Linked DNA regions of Mus musculus: region 2 is linked to region 1. The links are chromatin contacts, called in public promoter capture Hi-C maps. All regions are on one chromosome and are shown on one strand. Each heading gives the region's core, a stretch centred on a gene start, on an enhancer-like site or on the middle of the called end of the contact. The rest is flanking DNA. Distances are from core to core; before and after follow the strand shown. Region 1 overlaps Arhgef12 (Rho guanine nucleotide exchange factor (GEF) 12). Region 2 overlaps Oaf (out at first homolog).

Region 1 (5,670 bases), core at 213-2,712:
TAGGTTTACTTGTATCATTTCAGGTAATGCATAACTGATTATATTGACCAGCGTTTATAGTAAGCTGATGTCAGATAGTTACGTGGAGTGGTACCGAAGCATTTATTTTGCTGCCCGATAAAATGGCTAGTTCTTTGTTCACAGCAGAACTTTGGGGAAAGAGTTTATTTCCATGTCTAAGCAATAGACAGGGCTGTGTCACTTGGACGGGCAAGAACAGCTGGATTAGCAAACACCTTTAGGATAAACCTACACACCTTCCTCAGTCTGCCCCGGAAGCCTGCGGGGCAGCTCTGACTCTGCTTGTGTTGTTTCAGCACCTGAAGGTTCCAGTTCCTGAGGAAATCTCCGTGGATCTAGGTAAGTTTGAAGCACCCGAGTCCCTGAAGATTAGTGTCTCCATCAAACTGTGGCTCGCCTCAGATCCGCTGTTTTATGTTAGTTTAGTCAGGCTACTTTAACCATGTGACTCACAGCTGAAAGAGAGTCTACTACACTGAGAGGATGAAAGGATGAGAGCTGGCTTCTGACAGGAAGTGCAGTAACTGCACTGAGTAAGTTCTCTGGTGTAGTAAGTTCAGTGTGGATGTGCAATGTCACTGTGCTGCCAGTGTCAGGCTGCATAGACCATCTCTTTAGATCACTTAATTCCTCTTCTTTGTGCAGAAAAGAGAAGACCTGAGCTTATTCCTGAGGATCTGCATCGCCTCTACATTCAGACAATGCAGGAGAGAGTCCACCCTGAAGTTCAGAGGCACTTGGAGGATTTCCGGTAAGCTGGGGTTAGAGAAAACTTGGTGTGCTCATTGTGAGTTATTTGGCTTATATTTTTAAATAGGAAAAAGCTACATATGTAAACCATATGACCTTAGCCCTGTCGTTAAACATAGTGGGCATCTGAAGTCAGAGGGTGGATGAGAGTCCATAGTCTCCATTCAGGCCCTTTCAGCATGGAGGTGGCTCAGTGCAGCATCTTGACCCTCAACTTGTTAGGTCAAAGTAGGAAACAGGACATCCTGCCTGTCCATAGTCAGTTGTAGGTAGGGCTGTCTAGACACCTAGAGGGAGATAGTTTGCTCTCTGCTGAGATATTTTTTCCTAACTCTTTTAGACAGAAACGCAGCATGGGGCTGACCTTGGCTGAGAGTGAGCTGACTAAACTTGATGCAGAGAGAGACAAGGACCGGGGAACTCTGGAGAAGGAGCGAGCATGTGCGGAACAGATCGTTACCAAAATTGAAGAAGTGTTGTAAGTCAGAACGGCATGCAGAAATGCTGCTTTTGCTTGGAGCCCTCTTTAAGCAGATCTGGTGGAGCAGTCAGGTTGCAATGTGTAGAATTATTCGTCCTGACACTGGAAATGGAATTTTTTTCCTTTTGAAAGTTCTTGCCTTCTCCGTTCTGAGTGTTGGTTAATGAGTAACTCCAAGACTTGTAGTCAGTGATAAGCGCTGGTGACCACTTTCACTGCATGACTTAAGGCCTTGGGCAGTACTTGCTGCTGTGGAACACACTCATCTAATGACGCAGCTGTGAAATGGTGGGGGTCCTTTGTGGAGTAGAGTTGCTTGAGTATTTTATCCTTGATGTACACGGGACCCTAATCATTTAGTTCTTTTCTGTTGTTTCAGGTGTCTAAGCTTAAATAGCAAATCTCTGATTAAATGTATATGTTTCTTTGATCTTTTTGATGGCACCTTGGATTGAACCCAGGGCCTTGAACTGTGTTGTGTGACTTACAGATAGATCACTTCCAAATGTATCACTGACTTATAGATAGACCATCTGCAATTGTATGTATTTCACCTTAAAATATTCCTATTTTTAGGATGACTGCTCAGGCTGTAGAAGAAGAAAGGAGGTAATATAATGTTCCCTACCCCAACTAGAGCTAGGTTCTCTCTCTGCTCTAAAATGTCTGTTTCTTTAAACTTCATATGTAGACTGTAGGCTCCCTCTGGTGGCCTGTTTTTTATTTGGTTTGTAACTCTAGTGTCATGTGGATAGAATTGGTTTGTGTACTTTTTTTTTTTTTTTTAAAGTTTCTGCCTTGATTAATTTCCATCATTGGGCCTCTAGAAATCACTTGATCTCTTTATTCTGACCATCCTTCTCACATCAGAATTCTTACAGTATTCAATCGTTTCTCCTCCAGTTCCACAATGCAGTATGTAATTCTCATGTATATGAAGTATTTGGGAGTAAAAGTGAAAGAACCTCGAAACTTGGAGCACAAGCGGGGTCGGATCGGCTTCCTTCCAAAGATCAAGGTGCGGCTGGGGCAATAGCACAGGGGCTACCTTGCCATTCTGCACATTTGCGGACAGTGATTCCTTCCCAGCGTTTACTAAGGCAGCACATCAGCACTGAGCATCGTGATAGGTCTAACTTGGTCTCTCTTGCCAAGAAACTATCTAGTGAGAAATCCACACATAGAAAAGCTTATTATTAGGTAAGGTAACGTTTATATGCCTGCCGCCTGCAAACCAGTACCTTAGACTGTCACTTCAGGGCACCTGTCTCAGTAATTATTAGGTTTTATTTAGTGTTTCTTAGAGTGTAAAGGTGTGTCCCTAGTTTTTAGCACGGTGCTTTCACATACTATGAAAATGTTGAATGGGTGAATGATGCTGTAAAACAGCAAATGTTTGTCAGCAAGCTGCTGGTAAAATTGGCTTTTTACTTTCTAAGAGCATTATTTGTGTTGAAAGCTGAGCTTGGTAGTGCAGGCCTGCATCAACAGCACTTGGGAGTTACAAGCAGGAAGATCCAGAGGTCATGGTCACCCTTGTCTATATAGTGGGCTTAAGGGCAGCCAGGACTACATCAGATGTTGTCTCACACCAAAAATGCAAAAGCAGAAAATAAGGCATGCTGAGCTGGAGGTTCACACGCAGCTCGGCTCCATGGGCGCCGTGGTTCTTTTCTGAGTATCGTGCCATTTCCTTTCAGCTGGCCATTAGAGTCACATTGCTGTATTTGAAAACAACAACAAGACCTACTATTCCATGTCTCTTATCTTACTGTAATTGTACCTTGAATTTAGCAAAGCATGAAGAAAGATAGAGAGGGCGAAGAAAAAGGGAAGCGAAGAGGATTCCCCAGCATTTTGGGACCCCCAAGAAGACCAAGCCGCCACGACAACAGTGCAAGTACGTTGAAGCTCGAGGTGCTGTTCTTGCTGCCTTTCCTCAGAAGCCTGTTTGGTCGGGAATGTGTTGCTGGAGGCAGCTGCTCTGCAGCTGCTGTTGCTGATGCTGCACTCTGCCTTGTTTCCCCTAGTGCTGTTCTGAACAAAGCTCACCTACGGTGCTGTATTAACTGATGTGAACATCTTCATCAGTGACGTGTGCCATCCCATGCCTGCCACGGCTTCTTATCTTTGATTTTTATCTTATTCAATTTAAAAAAAAAAAAAAAAAAAGCTTTGGGCCAGGGAGCTAGCTCAGTTGGTAAAGCTCTTAAAAGAGACATTCAATCTGCTGTAGAGCCCATGTTGAGGAAGAATGCCGAATGTAGTAGCTGGAATCTGGGAAGCCAGAGACAGGTGGATCCCTGGCCTGCTAGCCTGACCTACGTACTGAGTTCCAGGTGAGAAGAGGCTGGACTTAAAAAAGAATGTGGACTTTGACTGAGGAATGGAAATAGTACTCAGAGTTGTCTCATTCAGACCTGCACACCACACGCACACATACACACATGCATGCACACCCCTGGTCATCGATCACTCCACCATGACTTGTCTAGTCCCTTTGTACTTACTGTTACTTACTTTCTGCGTATTTCTGTGGTTTCCATGTGTCCACTGTGCTTTTTCTGACAGCCTGTCAACCCCATCTGCAGAGCGAGGTCAGACCACCAGACAGTGTGGCAGCAGAGACAGATGTGGTACTAGGAAGGTAGCCAGCCTGTGCTGGGCTTCTCACCTGAGGTTCTGGCATAATGGGGTGACAGTTTGGTTGGAGAGCAGTGATGCTGCGTCTCCAGGACATGGGGAGTCCTGCAAGTGCCAGGCAGAGGCAATCTGCGAAGAAGGAGAAGATGGACTTAGATTCGGGCTGTCCAGAGCCATGTGAGGATGCATAAGGTAGCAGAGGATGACCCGAAAGAATCTGATGTGAGCAAGAGTAAGGAGGAGGGCAGTCTTTGGTACAGCGGAGATATTGTGAATATATAGGGAAAGGTGGAGAGGGATAACACTCACAGATAGAGGCTGCATCTTTAATTTTTCAGGAGATAAAACTGTCTCCCAGCATTCCCTCTGCCTCCACGGCCACTGCTCTTGCCAGCTTCTCCTTCTATGTTCTTTCTTCTGCTCCATCCCTCTTAACTTTCCTTATCTGCTCTCTCCTTCCTTACCCCAACCCCATTTATTTCCCTCCTGTACAGCCGCTCTGCAACACATGCTTCTGACCATTGCTTTCTGTTCAGTTGGCAGGGCCATGGAGATACAGAAGTCACGCCACCCGAAGCACTTATCCACTCCCTCGTCTGTGAGTCCTGAGCCTCAGGACCCTGCCAAGTTGCGCCAGAGTGGAGTAGCCAATGAAGGAACAGACACTGGATACCTGCCCGCCAGTTCCATGTCCTCTGCCACCTCAGGGACTGCTCTTTCCCAAGAGGGAGGGAGAGAGAATGATACAGGTGAGTCATTCATTAGAGTAAACAGTGGAAAAATGGAAGATTTTAATTACAAATGAATCCCAGTTTAGTTTGATTTAAATATTGTAGTATTCTACAGTTCACAATAGAAATATGTTGAATGATAGTTTTTTATTTTCCTAAAAATCAAAACTCCAAACCACTGCCTGAACTCTTGAGGTGTTAACTATACACAGATGCCGGCCATTTGAAGCTTATAAGATGCACGAGGAAAGTCACAAAACTAAAAATCTACATTGGAGCCCCTGGGTAAGGTGATAGAGCCAGAGTCACCTTCAAGAGCCAGAAGCAGAGGGATCAAAGGTTCAAGGCCATCCAGGCACACACAGGGAGACTGTTCATAAATAAGAAGAGAAGACCCAACACCAGTAGTTGGAAAATTTTTTTCATTCCGGGAAAGAAAGATAAGGGGGATTGAGGAAACTGGCTAGTTGTTATTGGCAAATAAATCTTCTGTTTTCTAAAGGAAGCAGAGTTGAGACTTTAAAAACACACACACACACACACACACACACACACACACACACACACACTTGATGCAGACTTACGGGACGGATAGAGAAGAAGGCTGCTCAGAAAGGAAGGCGCACTGAGCACAGGGTGCCTTGAGCTGTGTCGCCTCGCTGATCAGATGGATCCTCTACCACGTGAGATCCAGGACCAAACGCAGGCCATCAGGGTGGCAGCAAACACCTTTCTTTCATCATGGCAGGCCCCAGATAAACTTTAAAGAAAATCTGTAAATTTGAGACCCTGAAGATTTTTTTCTTTTACATTGATGATAATTCAGTAACAAGAAGAGGTCAAATATTTGAATCATAGCTATTTCCACACAGTAGGAAAGGGAAAAAAATGAAAGAAAGCCAGGTCAGCTATACAGTTTTTCATCCTTAAATATGAACATCATTCCTCATTCCTGGAAACATTTGCTTCTTAAAGTTAAGGCATGAGGCAACACACAGCTCCATACAGTTAGACAATGACATAGAAAAGCCACCCCTAGAGGAA
Region 2 (5,603 bases), core at 2,461-4,960, 230 kb before region 1:
TGGGCTAGTGGGCCTGCAATCGTGCAGCCCTCATCCCCTCCACCATAGATAAGGCCGAGAAGATAAGGTTTGGAGATAGAGGAGGCAGAATCCATTTACTCAGCTGCCCTGTGCTAGCTCCTGGCTACCACAGAAGCAGGCTGGAGCCACTTGCCTTTGACGCCAGAGGGCCTGAATGAGTCCTTGCCCAGGTGAACCAGTGCTAAGGACAGTGAGTGGCTTTAGGGTCAGTGAATACTCTCCGGGGTATAGTCAAGTGTCAAGCCAACTTCATACCTGACTCCTTAGCTGGTTCCTAGACCCCAAATCCTGCCCCTCTTGCTATCTGCCTCTTCAGCCACCCCCCACATGCTCGCCTCAATTCCCTCTCCATCTCACTGAGTCATAGTACATTCCCCCCACCCACACCCCTTGCTGCTCTCAAACCTCCTTCATACTCTTCTTGCTCGGTTGTCTGTGCATGCATGGTTAGGGATTTCTGGAGCATCCGCTGTCTTCTAGTGGGCAGGGGTGCACTGCCATGAGATGTGTCCCGGGCTTGGAGCATGAGTCTGGGAGGGAAAGTAAATGAGGCGGGCAGGGCACTGGAAAGGTGGCTCTGCAGAGCTGGAGGTCCTAACACGGGACCATATCAGAGCAGGTGGTGCCTAGGAGCTGAGGCCTATGGAGGGCGGACAGATGGGGGTGGGGCATTCCCACAGAGTAATGGGCTTGCAGGAAGGTCCAGGAAGTGACCCAGCACTGCTCATTCCGGAAACTGTGTTTCAGTATATAAGTGGCATGGGATGGCAGCCTCTAGAGGCTTTATAGGGAAGACAGTGATAATTCTTAGAGGGCATTAAATGCTCGGATGACGGTAGAGTCAGGGGATGGTTGGATTTAATATGGCACTCCGGCACTCCGGGGTGGAAACACCTGCATTCTTCACACTGACTCGGTGGCCTCCCTGTGGAGTCTTCCCACCATCCCTCCAGCCCCAGCCTATTCCCTTATCCATCCTTCGCCTCCAGGACAGTCAGCACAAACTTGAACTCTAGGCCTTTCACCCTGGGACTGAAGCTGATTGTGTGAAGTCAGCCTTCCTTACCTCAGGAGTCCTTTAATGACAGGGCCCTTGGACTTGGCCATTCCCTTGAAGCTTTGCCTCGGGGATCGCCACTCAGTGATCTCCTGCTGATGCGTGTGGCCTCACGGGGGTCATCTAACCTGCCTGGCCCTCCAGACCATCTACAGAACAATCTTTACCATGTCTCATGCCTAGAGTAGATGACACTGGGAACAAAGGATTATAGTGTCGGGAGAAAAAACTTGGAGTCCTGGTGTATGTTCTGAGCTTGGTCAGGTCTTTTCATTGCTTATGGTGGTTCCGAAAGGCAGTACTGTTGATGGACTCGTTGGCAAGTGTAGAAACCGAGACCCAGAGACTTCACAGATTCATTGGTGGGTGGTTACACATGGTTACTGGCCAGAAGCAGCAAGGCCAGGGTCTGATGCAGGGAGTTCTGGTTCTTAGCATTCCGTCTTAGCTATATGTCCAAGCCTACCTGTGCCTCAGTTATACACAGGACTTCAGCAACCCTCCCTGACCCCTCCTGGCCTCTTCTTGCTGTATGCCCCAGCATTTCCTTATGGGATAAAGGTCTCTGGGAGAAAGGACTGTATGGAGGACTCCCAGTTTGGGAGTCCCAGCCCAGACCCTAAGCCTCTATCCCATGCCAAAAGCTTTTGTCCAGTTGCACCATCTGTCTTGGGCTTTTGACAACATCTGGATGAACCTTCCTAGTGGACTCCAGGCAAGGAGAGGGACTGGGAGCCAGGTTTACATCTGGCTTGGATTCAACCAGATCTTAACATCTGGACAGATGTTCTCAAAGCAGGGGAGCTCTTTCACACTGTCCTGTGTATTTCTGGAGCCTTGCTACTGGGTCAGGTGGGAAGGCCACAGTCAGGATATGATGTCCGCTCCTTTCCTGGAGCCAGCAAAGGACGTGTGGCTTTGGGGCGGAAACATGATCAAGATCAGAGAACTCGGGCTGGAGAGATGGCTCAGTGGTTAAGAGCACTGACTGCTCTTCTGAAGGTCCTGAGTTCAATTCCCAGCAACCATGTGGTGGCTCACAACCATCTGTAATGGGATGTGATGCCCTCTTCTGGTGTGTCTGAAGATAGCTACAGTGTAGTCACATACATAAAATAAATAAATCTTTAAAAAAAAAAAAAGCAAGATCAGAGAACTCTGGCATAAAGGGGTTTTTCATAGGGCGGACAGTGGCTAGCAGGTATTCCTGCCTGCTGTTTTATTTGTATCAGGCTGTTGGTTAGGCGCACAGAGTGAGAGGAGGAACTGCCATGTTCCTAGGCAATCAACCAAGGATTTAGGTATAGTGGTCAAGTGAGGATGTTGTGAAGGAACCCAGGTTCTAGTCCTATGTCTGCCATTCACCGGTTCTGTGGGCCTAAGCTTCAGTTCATTCCTTCCTTCCTTCCTTCCTTCCTTCCTTCCTTCCTTCCTTCCTTCCTTCCTTCCTTCCTTCCTCTCAGCTTCACCGCCTTTCTCCTCTCTCCTTCTATTTTGCCCTCAAAACAAAATGTCTCTTTCAAACTGCTTTCTAGCTGGCTGTCCTTCTGCCTCCACTTCCCAAGTGCTAGGTGTACACTGCACCCACTCAGCCTGTTTCTATCCTTGCACATCAGGGAAATTTGGCTAGTTGATCCAGGAGGTAACTGTACTCTCTGGGGAAAGGGCTCAGCTGTGGGATAGCCTGGACTACCTGGTTAAAACACCGGCTACATTTCCCCTAAGTCCATGGCCTTGAGCAGGTTACCCAACCCAAGCTGTCACCGAGCTCTGCCTCTGTTGTGGAGACGACCTCTGAGCCGTGAGGCAATCCATTGGAGGCGTAGGAACTGGCAGTTTCTTTCCCAGTTATCGACTTCAGTGACTCTTTGCCCCACACAGTGACAGAGGACTTCCTTCCGTGCCCAGGCAGCAGTTTCTCAGTGTTGGTTGCATCTGGTGGTTGTCATTGCTATTAGTATCTAGTTGAGAAACAGGGAAGGAACTATAAAGCGGGTCTTGTCTATCTGTCTCTGTCTGTCTGTCTGTCTGTCTGACTGACTGTGTCTCTGTGTGTGCACACAAGTAGGTGTATGTGCAGATGCACTTGAGCATTCGAGTGCATGTGAACATACATGCATCTGCATGTGTGGAGGAGGCCAGTGGTCACCCTCAGGTATCATTGCTCACCACATATTTTGAGATAGTCTCTCACTGGGACCTGGTGTCCATGGATTAGACTAACCTGGCTAGCCAGTAAGTTCTAGGGATCTTCCTGCCTCTGCATCCCCAATGCCAGTATCACAAGCATGCTCCACCACAACTGTTGTTGTTGTTGTTGTTGTTGTTGTTGTTGTTGTTGTTGTTGTTGTTGTTTTAACCTGGGTGCTGGTAATTGGACTCAGGTCCTCATGCTTGTGTGACAAGCACTTTATCCACTGAACCATCTCTTCAACTCCTCAAGCAGAGCTCTTCCAGCCTCGTCTGGTTCTAAACGCTTAATGCCTTCCACTCCTTGGGGTGGGCAGAGGGTATCTCCGTTCACTGAGCCCCTCGGCAGCCCTGAGAACACTGGGTACTTACTTAGTTCATGTGTCACTGAGAAGACAGCAGTCTCCAGATAGGATTCCCACAAGGCTCAGAGCTGCAGATACCAGTGAGGTGGACTTTGGATCTTGCCCGAGGCTCCTCCCAGGTACTGCCTGACTCAGACTCCTGGAGTGGGAGATCTTATGTGGAACCCACCTGACAGAACTGTGCCTAGCCAGAATGGGATCAGCCACCAGCAGCAGGTCACCCTCCAGTGTCCCCTCGGCCGACCCAAGTTGATGGAGGATCAGATGGCCCAGGCTGGCAGGATAAGGAGATGCCAGCACGGTGACCCAAGAAGGGATTTCCTGTCTAGAGGAAGTGGTGTTAAGCCGAGCTGACTCACCTTCCTTCCAAGGCTCTGGGATGAGGAGCCTCAGGGAACTTTTCTCCCCAGCTGGGCCTCAATTTCTCTTTTCTAGGCTATTACCCTTCACATGCCCGTCCCCAGTTGTTGCATTTAAAGTAAGTCATTATATAAATCCGTCTCTAGTAAAGGCAGTCAGGGAGACCCCTTGTAGAGTTACAGTATTGGTGAAATCTGTTAGAAGATTATTAACAGGGCAGTGGTGGCTCACGCCTTTAATCCCACCACTCAGGAGGCAGAGGCAGCAGATCTCTGCGTTTGAGGCCAGCCTGGTCTACATAGTGAGTTCCAGGACAGCCAGGGCTACATAGAAAAACCTTGTCTCAGACAAAACAAAAACAATAAGAAAATGGGCTGCTCTTGTCACGGATCATCCCTGACATTTGCTGGTCACGACAGCAATGACAATAACCTCTGTTTACAGTGCTGAATACTCACACCCCTCCGGGTCATCAGCTCCACCCAAGTGTGCCAGGGACATGAGCTGTCTGTCCCCTGTCACAGGGAGGCTTGAGAAAGCCTGGGACGGCTAACACATGTGGCCTAAAGGTGGAACCATCAGCACCTCCCTGTATCTAGAACCCTGGGGAACACTCTGACCCCGTTCTCCAAACACTTGGACCCTAGCCGTTGTTCAGTAAGGCCTGGATGAAGGGGGCTGCCGACGAGACAGCCCAGGGTACAAGTGCAGGGCCATGAAAATCCTAGGATTACATTGTCTGGTGTCAGGGTAGAGCTGTGGGCATAGGGACCAGGAAGGTTCCCAGCCATACTTGCTGAGCCCAGGTGTGTCGTGTGTGTGTGTGTGTGTGTGTGTGTGTGTGTGTGTGTCCCCGCCTGCAGAAGGGCTCTTCCCACATTGAGACCCCTTCTGAGACTTACTAAGTTCCTTCTCCCCAGGAGAGTTAGGCAGGCACTGTGGTTGGTGAGATAGAGATTGGGGTTGGGGTATGCAGGATGCAGGCAGATGCAGCTGAGGGTTCTCACTGCCATCAGACAGCAAAAGGTGCCTGAGGCTCTGCCCCTCTTCCTGCCCCAGCCTCCCTCTTGCATCCTGTGATTCCGAATAGGAAGGAAACCATTGGCCTGCTGGTCACACCATGAGTTATCCCCACAGGGAAAGGGGAAATGGAGAGGGAAGGGGAAAGGTGAGCCATTCCAGTCTTGGAAGGCAGCAACAGCTGCAGCCGGCTGCCTTTGTCCCCACAGTCCCTAATGGAGGTGGGGGGCTAGGGGCCAGGCTGACTGCAGAATGCCCAGGGGTTTTCTGACCCCCCCCCCAAGAGCTACAGAGTAACAAAGTCTGAGAAAGCTCTGGAATGTGTGCTTGTAAACATGTATGTAGTCCCTCCTCTCCCCACAGTGCTCTGGCTTAAGGACACTGGGGTCCTCACTGAGGGGAGGCCTTGGTGATAGACAAGAACCAAAAACAGGTGCAGGCTTCCTTGAGATTAAGGTCTGTCCGGTCAAAGGGTTCTTTTGGAAAACCTCTCCCGGTGGGTGGTTGACTTTGTCAGTTTTCCAGAAAGCTGTGGAAACCCTGGAGGTGTGATCTCTGAAGTCACGGGTGTGAATGGAAAAGATAAGCGG

The links. Capture Hi-C pulls out chosen DNA fragments and counts their contacts.
Region 2: a promoter capture Hi-C map of liver shows a contact between it and region 1. The contact joins two enhancer-like sites. A contact is called at or near these places in 21 of 39 promoter capture datasets (the 3T3-L1 cell line, 3T3-L1-derived adipocytes, the C10 cell line and 14 more), 5 of 15 datasets of contacts at CTCF or cohesin (the NIH/3T3 cell line, hippocampal excitatory neurons, pro-B cells and 1 more), 154 of 484 Hi-C or Micro-C datasets (the 3T3-L1 cell line, 3T3-L1-derived adipocytes, the AML12 cell line and 80 more), 19 of 115 datasets of contacts at active chromatin or transcription factors (the NIH/3T3 cell line, astrocytes, bone marrow-derived dendritic cells and 10 more) and 4 of 9 other capture datasets (adipose tissue, embryonic stem cells, liver and 1 more).

Annotation. Positions count from the first base shown.
Region 1 is chr9:42,996,548-43,002,217 of GRCm38.p6, reverse strand. It overlaps Arhgef12 (Rho guanine nucleotide exchange factor (GEF) 12), which reads left to right. Exons shown (of 41, transcript NM_001359232.1): 16 at 318-360; 17 at 667-772; 18 at 1,112-1,249; 19 at 1,829-1,861; 20 at 2,156-2,270; 21 at 3,047-3,152; 22 at 4,432-4,644. Among named protein-coding and RNA genes, the nearest start is that of Gm36648, 52 kb to the right of the region's middle. Within about 2 kb of position 1,462, at least 15 of the 459 cell types and tissues checked have an H3K27ac peak or open chromatin away from gene starts, as enhancers often do. A contact at or near this core is called in the AML12 cell line and liver, where this site is marked.
Region 2 is chr9:43,225,143-43,230,745 of GRCm38.p6, reverse strand. The region is part of intron 1 of Oaf (out at first homolog); the gene reads left to right. Among named protein-coding and RNA genes, the nearest start is that of Oaf, 12 kb to the left of the region's middle. Within about 2 kb of position 3,710, at least 67 of the 459 cell types and tissues checked have an H3K27ac peak or open chromatin away from gene starts, as enhancers often do. A contact at or near this core is called in the AML12 cell line and liver, where this site is marked.